Linked DNA regions of Drosophila melanogaster: regions 1 and 3 are each linked to region 2. The links are chromatin contacts, called in public Hi-C maps. All regions are on one chromosome and are shown on one strand. The core of a region is the stretch at or near the end of the contact, and the rest is flanking DNA. Distances in the headings are between cores, read along the strand shown. Region 1 holds the start of mod (modulo). Region 2 holds the start of larp (La related protein). Region 3 holds the start of Gdh (Glutamate dehydrogenase).

Region 1 (3,261 bases), core at 472-2,971, 3.7 Mb before region 2:
TAACGCTTTAGGCTTAGCCTGCAGAACAGCTTCTGCTCCAGTTGACGTATCAAAGGCAATGAGAACTGATTTATTGCCATTCAAATTAGTGAAACGCTGCAAAGCGGAAAGTCGTCCGAACTTGGCGAACAATGCGACCAAGTCCTTGTGGAGATACTCTATGTGGAACAAATATACTAAGTTTAAATATACTTGAAAAATGAAATAATAAACCAGTTACTTTACCGTTTGGTAGGTTTGTGACAAAAACGATCTGGTTTTTTGGCGTTCCCAGCGGAATCTTGCCAACCTTTACTTTTGGAATTCCTCTATTTTCTTCGGACTTTTCAGAGTTGGCTTTTTCTGATTTCTTGGAAACTGGCTTCTCTACAGGCGCTTCTTCATCATCATCGGATTCATCTACCTCATCCGCGCCTTCACTTTTGGAAACCTCACCAGGCTCCAACTCATCGTCATCATCATCTTCCTCATCGTCACTATTGTACTCTTCATCTTCCTCAGCCTCGTCGTCAATTAAGCCCGCTGCCTCTTCGGTCTGAAAAGTAGACAATTTTCTTATAACCGCTGATGGGAGAGCACCAATAAAGACAATTTTTTTTTTATCGATATATGAACCGAGTCGGTATAAAACCAGAGGATCGTGGGTTATGTGCACTCGTCTTATAATTATAAAATCTTTACAACCACGTGGCAAAGAAAACGTAAAATGGATTCTTATCCATGCAGATCTATATATACGTGCATACTATGCATGTAATGTTAGCCATATCCATTCAGAAGACCACGTTTTTTTTATAGCTTACCTCAAAGTCGCTGTCGTCCCCTGGCTGCTCGTCATTTTGCTCCTCCACATCAGACTCGTCCTCTTCACTGAACTGCGGCACTTCTTTAACAGGCTGTTTTCTGGATTTTTTGGAAGGCGATTGGGGGACTACTGTCTCCTCTTCCTGTACCTTTGTGGACTTGGTTACCCGTTTGGCCAAAGGCTTTTCCTCTCCATTCGTAGCTTTTTTTCCTTTGACGGTGACGGCTTTCTTTTGGGCCATTTTGACAGCTTTTAGAGGTTTTCTGGGCAAAATTAGCAAAGTCAAGTTTGGACTGAACAACGCGTGGTTTCGTTCAATAAAATGCACGTGGAAAAGAGGGACAGAACAGTGTGACCGTTGTGCTCTATCGGTGCTAAGGCTGATTAAATAAAGTATTTTAGAGACTTCAATCTCATTTTTATAGCTCTATTCCACTACTAAATATGGTTTAAAGTCCGTTCATGCACATGTATACATATAAAAATAATAAAAGCCTTTAAAAAATAAAATAAATATTAAACAGTTTATATAAAGTATTTATTTAAGACTTAGGATACAATCTATGATTAGATATTTACCAACGGTCTGATTTTACATGTGTTTATACATTCCAAATGGTAAGTTTCCTCAATCATCAGCTATGAATCATCTGTTTCTAAAGGAATTTATAATATATATATTATATTTCATTAAAAAGCCAAGTCAACCTGCAGTTGCATTTTATCTTAGTAGGAAACTTAATGTTAATTCAAGCAATTGTTAATGGTATTGAAAGAAAAATTATTAAAAGTCACTTACTATGGGCCAGGGCACACTTAGGAAATATAAATAGGTGCCAAAAATGCAAAATAAATATTAATTATAGGCTGCGATTATGGTACGACCAAACATATATCGGTTTGTTCGCACTGAATTGAAATACCAGAGAAGTACATAATTTGTTAGTATGTAATATTCCCTGGTATTTTTCCAATGACTGTCAAGCAGTGCTGGTAAATGGCGGAACAAGTATACACATAAAAAATTAAATTGCAGCACAAGTCCCGCAACGCACACATATATTTATTTAACGGAGTTCCAATTAAGCAGGAACAGCAGAAAAGCAGAATAACAAGCATAACCGCCAAATAACATAATGAACGGTGGTGGTGGAGGAAGTGGAGGAGCAAATGTGAGCAATGGCTCCAGCACCAATGTAACAGCTGCCGGGAGCACTGGGGGCGGAAGCGCAGGCGACGAGACTGGTGGAGATGCCAGCTCCAGACGCCAGGCGACTCGGGTGTTTAAGAAGAGCTCCTCCAACGGCAAGATAACAGTTTACCTTGGCAAACGGGACTTCGTCGACCATGTCACGCACGTGGATCCCATTGACGGTGTTGTCTTCATTGATCCAGAGTACGTAAAGGACCGTAAGGTTTTTGGCCAGGTGCTTGCCGCCTTTCGGTACGGACGTGAAGACCTAGATGTTTTGGGATTAACGTTCCGTAAGGACCTGTATCTGGCGCATGAGCAGATCTATCCGCCCATGCAGCTGGACCGCCCGATGACCCGGCTTCAGGAAAGGTTAATTAAAAAGCTGGGGCCGAACGCCCATCCGTTTTATTTTGAGGTTCCGCCCTATTGCCCAGCCTCTGTGTCCTTGCAGCCGGCTCCTGGAGATGTGGGCAAGTCTTGCGGAGTAGACTACGAGCTGAAGGCCTTTGTGGGTGAGTCTTTGTGGGTCTGATCTTGTGGGTGTGTCCGTATACGGTGGTCAGTCAAAGTCAAAATCATTGATATTTCGCAGTGTGGCACATACCGTGTTTATTATATATGTTGCAATACATTAAATTTACAAATTTACAAATTTTTCTTTTTTCTTTACAAATTTTTCTTTTACCTTAGAGCAGTTAAATTGCGGGTACTATTGTTTCTGAGAATAAAATAATTTATTAAGAATATGGTTACAGTAGCAAAACTAGCTTTGTTCTTTTCTATAGAAGTTAGACTGTAAATTTCTTATATGTGTGGTTTTGTGTAAGTTAGCGCGTGCATCACGCGGTTGGGAACACAGGGTTAATCAATCCAACTACGTCGGGCTGATGACGCAGCGTTCACCTAATTGAAATTCGACACTTCTAATTGGAATTTGAATCAACCGAAGTTGCAGCGCAGTTAATGCTGTTGTTCGCCTTAACCAGGCGCCGCAGTTGGCGGTCTGACGATTTGTGTGCCAACAGCAAAGATCTTACATAGTTTCAAAATGTTTATTTGTTTAGTTTCTAATCTGTATTTAATAATTAAAAAAAGGTTTAAAGAATTTGTGCTTTATTTTATTAGTAGAAAGGTTTTTGGTTTCTGTAAATTTTAAATTTTTCATATTTTCGTACGATCGCCGAGCTCCACTCGCATATATATTATGTGCCCGTGGCACCCCCTTAATACATTCTCTGTTCAATAAATATTATTACCTATT
Region 2 (3,224 bases), core at 680-3,179:
GACCGAACTGCCCGTTATGGTGGAACTGGCCTCCGATTTTCTGGACAGAAACACGCCCATTTTCCGGGACGACGTGTGCTTCTTCATCTCCCAATCGGGCGAGACAGCGGACACCCTGATGGCGCTCAGATACTGCAAGCAGCGAGGAGCGCTCATCGTGGGCGTTACCAACACGGTGGGCAGCAGCATCTGCCGCGAGTCGCACTGTGGCGTCCACATCAACGCTGGACCCGAGATCGGAGTGGCCTCCACGAAGGCCTACACCTCCCAGTTCATTTCGCTGGTTATGTTCGCCTTGGTCATGTCGGAGGATCGTCTCTCGCTGCAACAGCGCCGCTTGGAGATCATCGATGGCCTATCGCAGCTGGACGAGCACATTAGGACTGTCCTCAAGCTGAACTCGCAGGTGCAGCAGCTTGCCAAGGAGTTGTACGAGCACAAGTCGCTGCTCATTATGGGCAGGGGCTTCAACTTCGCCACCTGTTTGGAGGGCGCACTGGTAATCCATTTGATAATTTGAGCTATAATTTAATCGAATCTCATTTATGCATCGTAATGCATGCATGGGAACGTAATGATGGAAAATAACCGATGTCAACAATTCACTTAACTTGTTTATTTGCCAAGTGCACTTAAATTAATTATTATGTTTGTCCCACGCTTCATGAGCTGAATTTAATCAATTAACTTGCTCATTGCAGAAAGTCAAGGAGCTGACGTACATGCACAGCGAAGGAATCCTGGCTGGAGAACTGAAACACGGACCACTGGCCCTGGTGGACAAGGAGATGCCCGTGCTGATGATCGTGCTGCGGGATCCGGTGTACACCAAGTGCATGAATGCACTGCAGCAGGTGACGTCCCGCAAGGGCAGACCGATCCTAATCTGCGAGGAGGGCGACAACGAGACCATGTCCTTCTCCACGCGTTCGCTGCAGATCCCGAGGACCGTGGACTGCCTGCAGGGCGTGCTCACGGTGATTCCGCTCCAGCTGCTGTCCTACCACATCGCCGTGCTCCGCGGCTGCGACGTGGACTGCCCCAGGAACCTGGCCAAGTCGGTGACCGTGGAGTAGGCGCCCCAACTATCTGGCTAACTGGCTCGCACCGTCTCAAGAATTCCATTTTAGTATCTGCCTGAGAAAAACAAAACAAACCCTAGCACTTAAGTTAAAATTTTCTGGTATTTTGTCGGATCAAAATCCGAACCCTTAACCCATTTGTGCTCCTTCTGGCTGAAGCCACATATGTTTAACCCCTACATTTGTAGCTGTACTGACCCTTTGTGTTGTGGACCCACTACTTTTTGTGAATGTGCAATTGAAATATAATTATTTCCAGTTTTTCTTTAAAAGTGTTTTGCTGCTTTCAATTAAAAATGGATTGGAAAATGTTTAACCAGTAAATTTGTTTGAAAACGGGAAAAACCAAACAAAGATCTATATGTACCTCACTTTACAAAAAATGCTTATCTGACATTAAACATTTGTTTCAAATGTTTAAAAAACGAGGGCCACGTCACGTTATTGCTTACGTTATGTTAATCACGTTGTAAATTTTAGAAAAAGAAAAATTACATATATATTTAATTCTGATAAAACTAAATAAAAATAAATTCTGATAAAAATAAATGATATTCCGAGCACTTAAGTAGTGTGAAATCGATAAGCCGCATAAATTTGAATGTCCTATTTTCAATTTCAAATCAAGTGGTAAATGGGGAAAAAATAAGTTTGTTCTCGAAAAGTAATTCTTTCTGGAAGATATTTCAAAATCATATTTAAAAACAACATTAAATAAATTAAATCAGTTGCGAGCCGGTTGGGACATCTCTATTAACCGTAGCTATCACATCGGTCGATATCTATCGCAACGCAACGCAAACGAATTGAACAACAACCCTGCTCTTTTTCTTTTGGACCCGTAGAACCACATGTCTGGTAACCGATTTTGATTTTCGTTTCGGCGGTATAATGCTCCAATTAATTGACTAATTGCGGTTAATTGACAAGACAAGTGAACGGCGCAAGTACGGTGCAACCAATAACGCAGCGAGTGTGTGTGCAATTGCGAAAAAACCCGATAAATAATATTCGTAACGTTCTGCCCAGCAGCGCGTGAGTGAGTGCGAGCGAGAGGCAGTGATTCGAGGTGCGTAGTGGTGCGAAAGTGTGTGTGCAAGGAAACCCGCAAAAGCAAAAGCAAAGCAACAATAACAACACACGCACGCACACACACACTTGTGTACGTGTTAACACGCGGAGCGGAAAGTGCGTAGTGAACATACGAAACGTACGAAACAAGAAGTGGGAGAGATAGCGGAATAAAATACAATTCTTGTTTCCATTTCAATCTCCTCTGGTGCGTATTCAAATCAATCTGAACCTTAACTTGTGTATGTGTGTGTGACCGCGTGCATCGTTTTGAAATTCGAGGCGAGCTGCAGTCGAAATCAGCTGTTTTAAAAGGCCCGACCAGGGCGGCACTAACAGCAATGCAGGCCGTTAGCCGAGTGCATTGGATATTGCATAATATTGGGTGAAGCGAAAACAGGGATATTGTGGTAGGCCACAGGGTATAATAAAACCAAATTGTAGCTATAAACGCAGTTTCTTTTATTTGCACCTTTAATTCGCTTCGATTTCCTGTCGTATTACCGGTTACGTTCAACGCCATGCCATTACGTTGTACTCCAGTTTGGCAAGTGGGCAGCTCGCTTTGCGGCAGCCCTGGTCGCTTAGCGTTGTGTTGCTGCTTCCTCTTCCTCTTGTGTGGGGCAAAAATCTAACCTCACTTCTTCTTCTTCTTTGGAACACTGCTGTGTGTGGCTGCTGCATAATAATATAATACCTCTCGATTCACGATTGGTCGTGCCTCGCAACGGATTTTCTCCGCTCGCCCAAACTGCAGTATATAATCGTGCAAAATCCGTGGCAGTAAATTCAATTCGCCGAGGAGCGTGACAGCTGAGGAAAATCGAGAAAACGGCCGCTGGGAGAGGCTTTTCCGATGGCCAGTTCCTAAAAAATCACCGCACTCCTCGGGAGGCTCTTCTGCAGTCCCACAAGAATAGTAATCCCCATTGCGAAAGCCCCAAGTTCAAAGTGCAGTGTATGTGCGTATGTGTGTGTGCTGTAATAGTTGCATTAAGTAAAGATGTAAATATTATTGCAGAAGGGCGAACTTGAGATTAATCGCCGTAATTGAGCAACAAACACCTCGCG
Region 3 (3,211 bases), core at 567-3,066, 4.4 Mb after region 2:
CTTATAAAGATTTGGGCTATCTAAATACTGGCTGAAATATAATGAAGTGCCTATAGTTTCATGCTCCTTTACAGGCGTACCTTGGTGGCACCTAATAACCAGTTTCTTTGGCTTATTTTTAGATTACTAAACGGCTTGCCAAACACGTACGCTTACAGCAAGGCGCTGTCGGAAGATTTAATTTGCAGATACAACAATAAGCTGCCCATAATCATCACAAGGCCCTCGATCGGTGGGTATACCATAGTGTCTACTCTGTTTTTGTGCCTCCTGGCTAATTGCTTTATTAAATCCATTGCAGTGACGGCCGCCATTCACGAGCCATTGCCCGGCTGGATCGAGGGCGTCAATGGACCCACCGGCCTAATGATCGGCGCCGCCCGCGGAGTCATCCGATCGATGCACTGCAATCCGGACTACGCCTCCACGGTGATACCCGTAGACAAGGCCATTAACGGCATGATCCTGTGCGGCTATCAGCGCGGAAAGGCCAGCCAGGAGAAGGGTAACAAGCAGACGGGTGTTGAGTTCTGCAATCTGTGCATCTCCAGCAAGGCGCTGATGTCCTGGGGCGACAGCATCGAGACGGGTCGTCGATTCTTCTACGAAACGCCGCTCAGCTTTGCGCTCTGGTATCCGGGTGGATCCATCAAAAAGAACTACTACCACCACCTTTTCTGCGTCATCTTCTTCCACTATCTGCCCGCATACTTCATCGACTTTTGGCTGCTCGTCTTTGGCCAAAAGCCATTGTAAGTAAACGGTTAAATTTTAAGTTCTCCTATTAACACATGGATTATTCCCATCCAGCTTACTCAATGTCCAACGCAAAGTGTCCATGGGTCTGAAGCTGCTGCAGTACTACACAACGAAAAGGTGGGAGTTCCGAAACGAGCGCTTCCAGGAGATGAGCAGTCAGCTGAGCCTCCTGGATCAGGACCTCTTCGACACGTCGGTGGGTCAGGTCAATTGGGAGACATACATCAGTAACTACATTGTGGGCATGCGCACCTATATACTGGGCGAGAGCGAGGACACTCTGCCGCAGGCCAGGAAGGTCCTGCGACGGCTGTATATCCTCGACTGGGTCAGCAAAGTGCTGTTTTTCTCCCTGAGCTTCTGGTTCCTGTGGACCCATTTGGATGGCTTCGTGGAACGGAGCGATGCCTTCATCCGATCCTCGCTCAGCACCATTTACCATGAGCGAAACAGCACCATACATGTATAAACTCTTCTTTAATTATGTACTTCAAATATAGTCCACAAGATTTTGTTTCTTTTTAAGTAAGCTAGCTGTGTTTTATTTCTATTTTAACTAAGGATTAAAACTCAAAACAGTCACATAGGAATTGTGTGAAAGATCAATAGCATGATAAGCCCGAAAGTTACGTGGTAAATTCCTGAAAGTATGAGCTCTAAATAAAAAATTTAGCAAAACCTTTAAAAAAACACCTTATATAAAATATACCTTGTATATATCGTTTGTATTGTACTGTACGATGTTTATTACTTAGATTTTCAAGTGCTTTCTAAAAGAAACTCAGTACCCCCCTGAATTCAACATATAGCCGAAGATGATAAATCATAGCTTAATCTTGGAGTCAAAGAAAAACGTGAACGTGAAACCGATAACAAATACCTAATCTCGCCCTGGCAACGAAGCGAGTAATCCGCCGGCGGTGGTGCCGCGTTTCTAGCGGGCACTCCACCCACAGAGCTTTTCGGTGAAAAGTTTGCACCGCTCTCGCCGGAGAGCAAAAAGCTCGGCGCTCCGAAAAAGCCGACATATATATACATATCTATGCGAGTGCCTCGGCCAGTTTGGTGCGGCGTCGAGTAGCGAGCGGTTGTGTAGAACAGAATAAAAAAAGAGTTGGAACCCGAAGAATCCAAGCGATTAGCAGCATGTATCACCTGAAGAGTCTGGCCCGCCAGGGCGCCCGCCGCCAGCAGGAGCTGGCCACGCTGGCCAAGGCACTGCCCACCGCTGTGATGCAGTCGAGCCGCGGCTATGCCACCGAGCACCAGATTCCCGACCGCCTCAAGGATGTGCCCACCGCCAAGGATCCGCGCTTCTTCGACATGGTCGAGTATTTCTTCCATCGCGGCTGCCAAATCGCCGAGGAATCGCTGGTGGACGACATGAAGGGCAAGCTGACCCGCGACGAGAAGAAGCAGAAGGTGAAGGGCATCCTCATGCTGATGCAGCCCTGCGACCACATCATCGAGATCGCCTTCCCCCTGCGCCGCGATGCCGGCAACTACGAGATGATCACCGGCTACCGCGCCCAGCACAGCACCCACAAGACGCCCACCAAGGGAGGCAAGTGTTGATCCAAGATAACCCAAGATATAATAGTCAGAACTCTGCACGTAGGTAGTAAAAAATGAGACGTTAAGAGGTTTTCAAAAGGGATGCAAACAAAAGTGCCAAACCTATAGAGACCACTAGATGATTCAGTTTTCCTTGAAAATCTAAAACAAAAAATGCAATTACCTAGCAAGTTTAAAGCAAAAATTTGTCAACACTTACTTAAGTTTTAAGAAACCCTCAGAACAGCTGTTGTCGCTCGATGCAAAATCGATTTTTCCTTAGGCATTTCTGGCATTTCGTCTTGATTTTTCAAGTTATGTAACCCAGTATATAAGCCACACCAGACCAGACCCCCTTTTCCCCACGTTCTGCGCATGTACCGCTGCCGCCTGTTTTGTTTACGTTTTAGCCGACTGGGCTCCCCCTTTCTCCACATTTTTTTTTTTTTTTTTTTTGTTATTTGAGGGTTTTTAGGCCGCATTGCATAAGGCTCGGACGTTGGGCACACGTGTTTGCATTAGATTTCCAAACCCTTCAAGTGTGCCACCATTCAAAAACAGATGTACATATGCTGAATGTACTGCCCGCTTTTCGCACATTTCATTATTTTCGAGCTGGCAAATGTATTTCGATTCTTTCGCTGCTGTTTGTTTTTCCTTTGGCTGGGTGCTATTTATAATGAACTTTTGCTTGTGTTTTGCTTTCTAATTGAAATGAGAGCACAGCACTGCACAGTGTGTCAAGTGCTAAAAAAAAAGTAACGCCCCTAACCACCAAAAAAAAAAAGAAAAAATCTCCTTGTTGTCAGGCCACAAAAATTGTTTGTTCCGAATTCTGTTCCTTTTTTTTTTGCTTCATCTCAAATTATTAATTATAGAATCAGTTTGGTGCTTATCA

Evidence for each region. A called contact is a pair of places that touch in the nucleus more often than the background predicts.
Region 1: a contact with region 2 is called in a Hi-C map of the Kc167 cell line, with 2.5 times the contacts expected there.
Region 3: a Hi-C map of the Kc167 cell line shows a contact between it and region 2, with 2.6 times the contacts expected there. A contact is called at or near these places in 3 of 107 Hi-C or Micro-C datasets (the Kc167 cell line and wing imaginal disc).

Annotation. Positions count from the first base shown.
Region 1 is chr3R:32,050,520-32,053,780 of dm6, reverse strand. It overlaps mod (modulo), which reads right to left and starts at 1,721. Exons shown (of 6, transcript NM_079875.3): 1 at 1,605-1,721; 2 at 1,385-1,461; 3 at 804-1,300; 4 at 226-535; 5 at 1-158. The coding sequence starts at 1,046. It overlaps krz (kurtz), which reads left to right and starts at 1,788. Exons shown (of 2, transcript NM_080249.5): 1 at 1,788-2,512. The coding sequence starts at 1,942.
Region 2 is chr3R:28,335,145-28,338,368 of dm6, reverse strand. larp (La related protein) reads left to right here and starts at 1,929. Exons shown (of 7, transcript NM_170365.4): 1 at 1,929-2,361. It overlaps Gfat2 (Glutamine:fructose-6-phosphate aminotransferase 2), which reads left to right. Exons shown (of 2, transcript NM_143360.4): 1 at 1-499; 2 at 702-1,350. The coding sequence ends at 1,076. It also overlaps asRNA:CR46104.
Region 3 is chr3R:23,941,706-23,944,916 of dm6, reverse strand. Gdh (Glutamate dehydrogenase) reads left to right here and starts at 1,816. Exons shown (of 5, transcript NM_206551.3): 1 at 1,816-2,323. The coding sequence starts at 1,906. It overlaps CG12268, which reads left to right. Exons shown (of 6, transcript NM_176550.2): 4 at 123-232; 5 at 302-752; 6 at 811-1,289. The coding sequence ends at 1,228.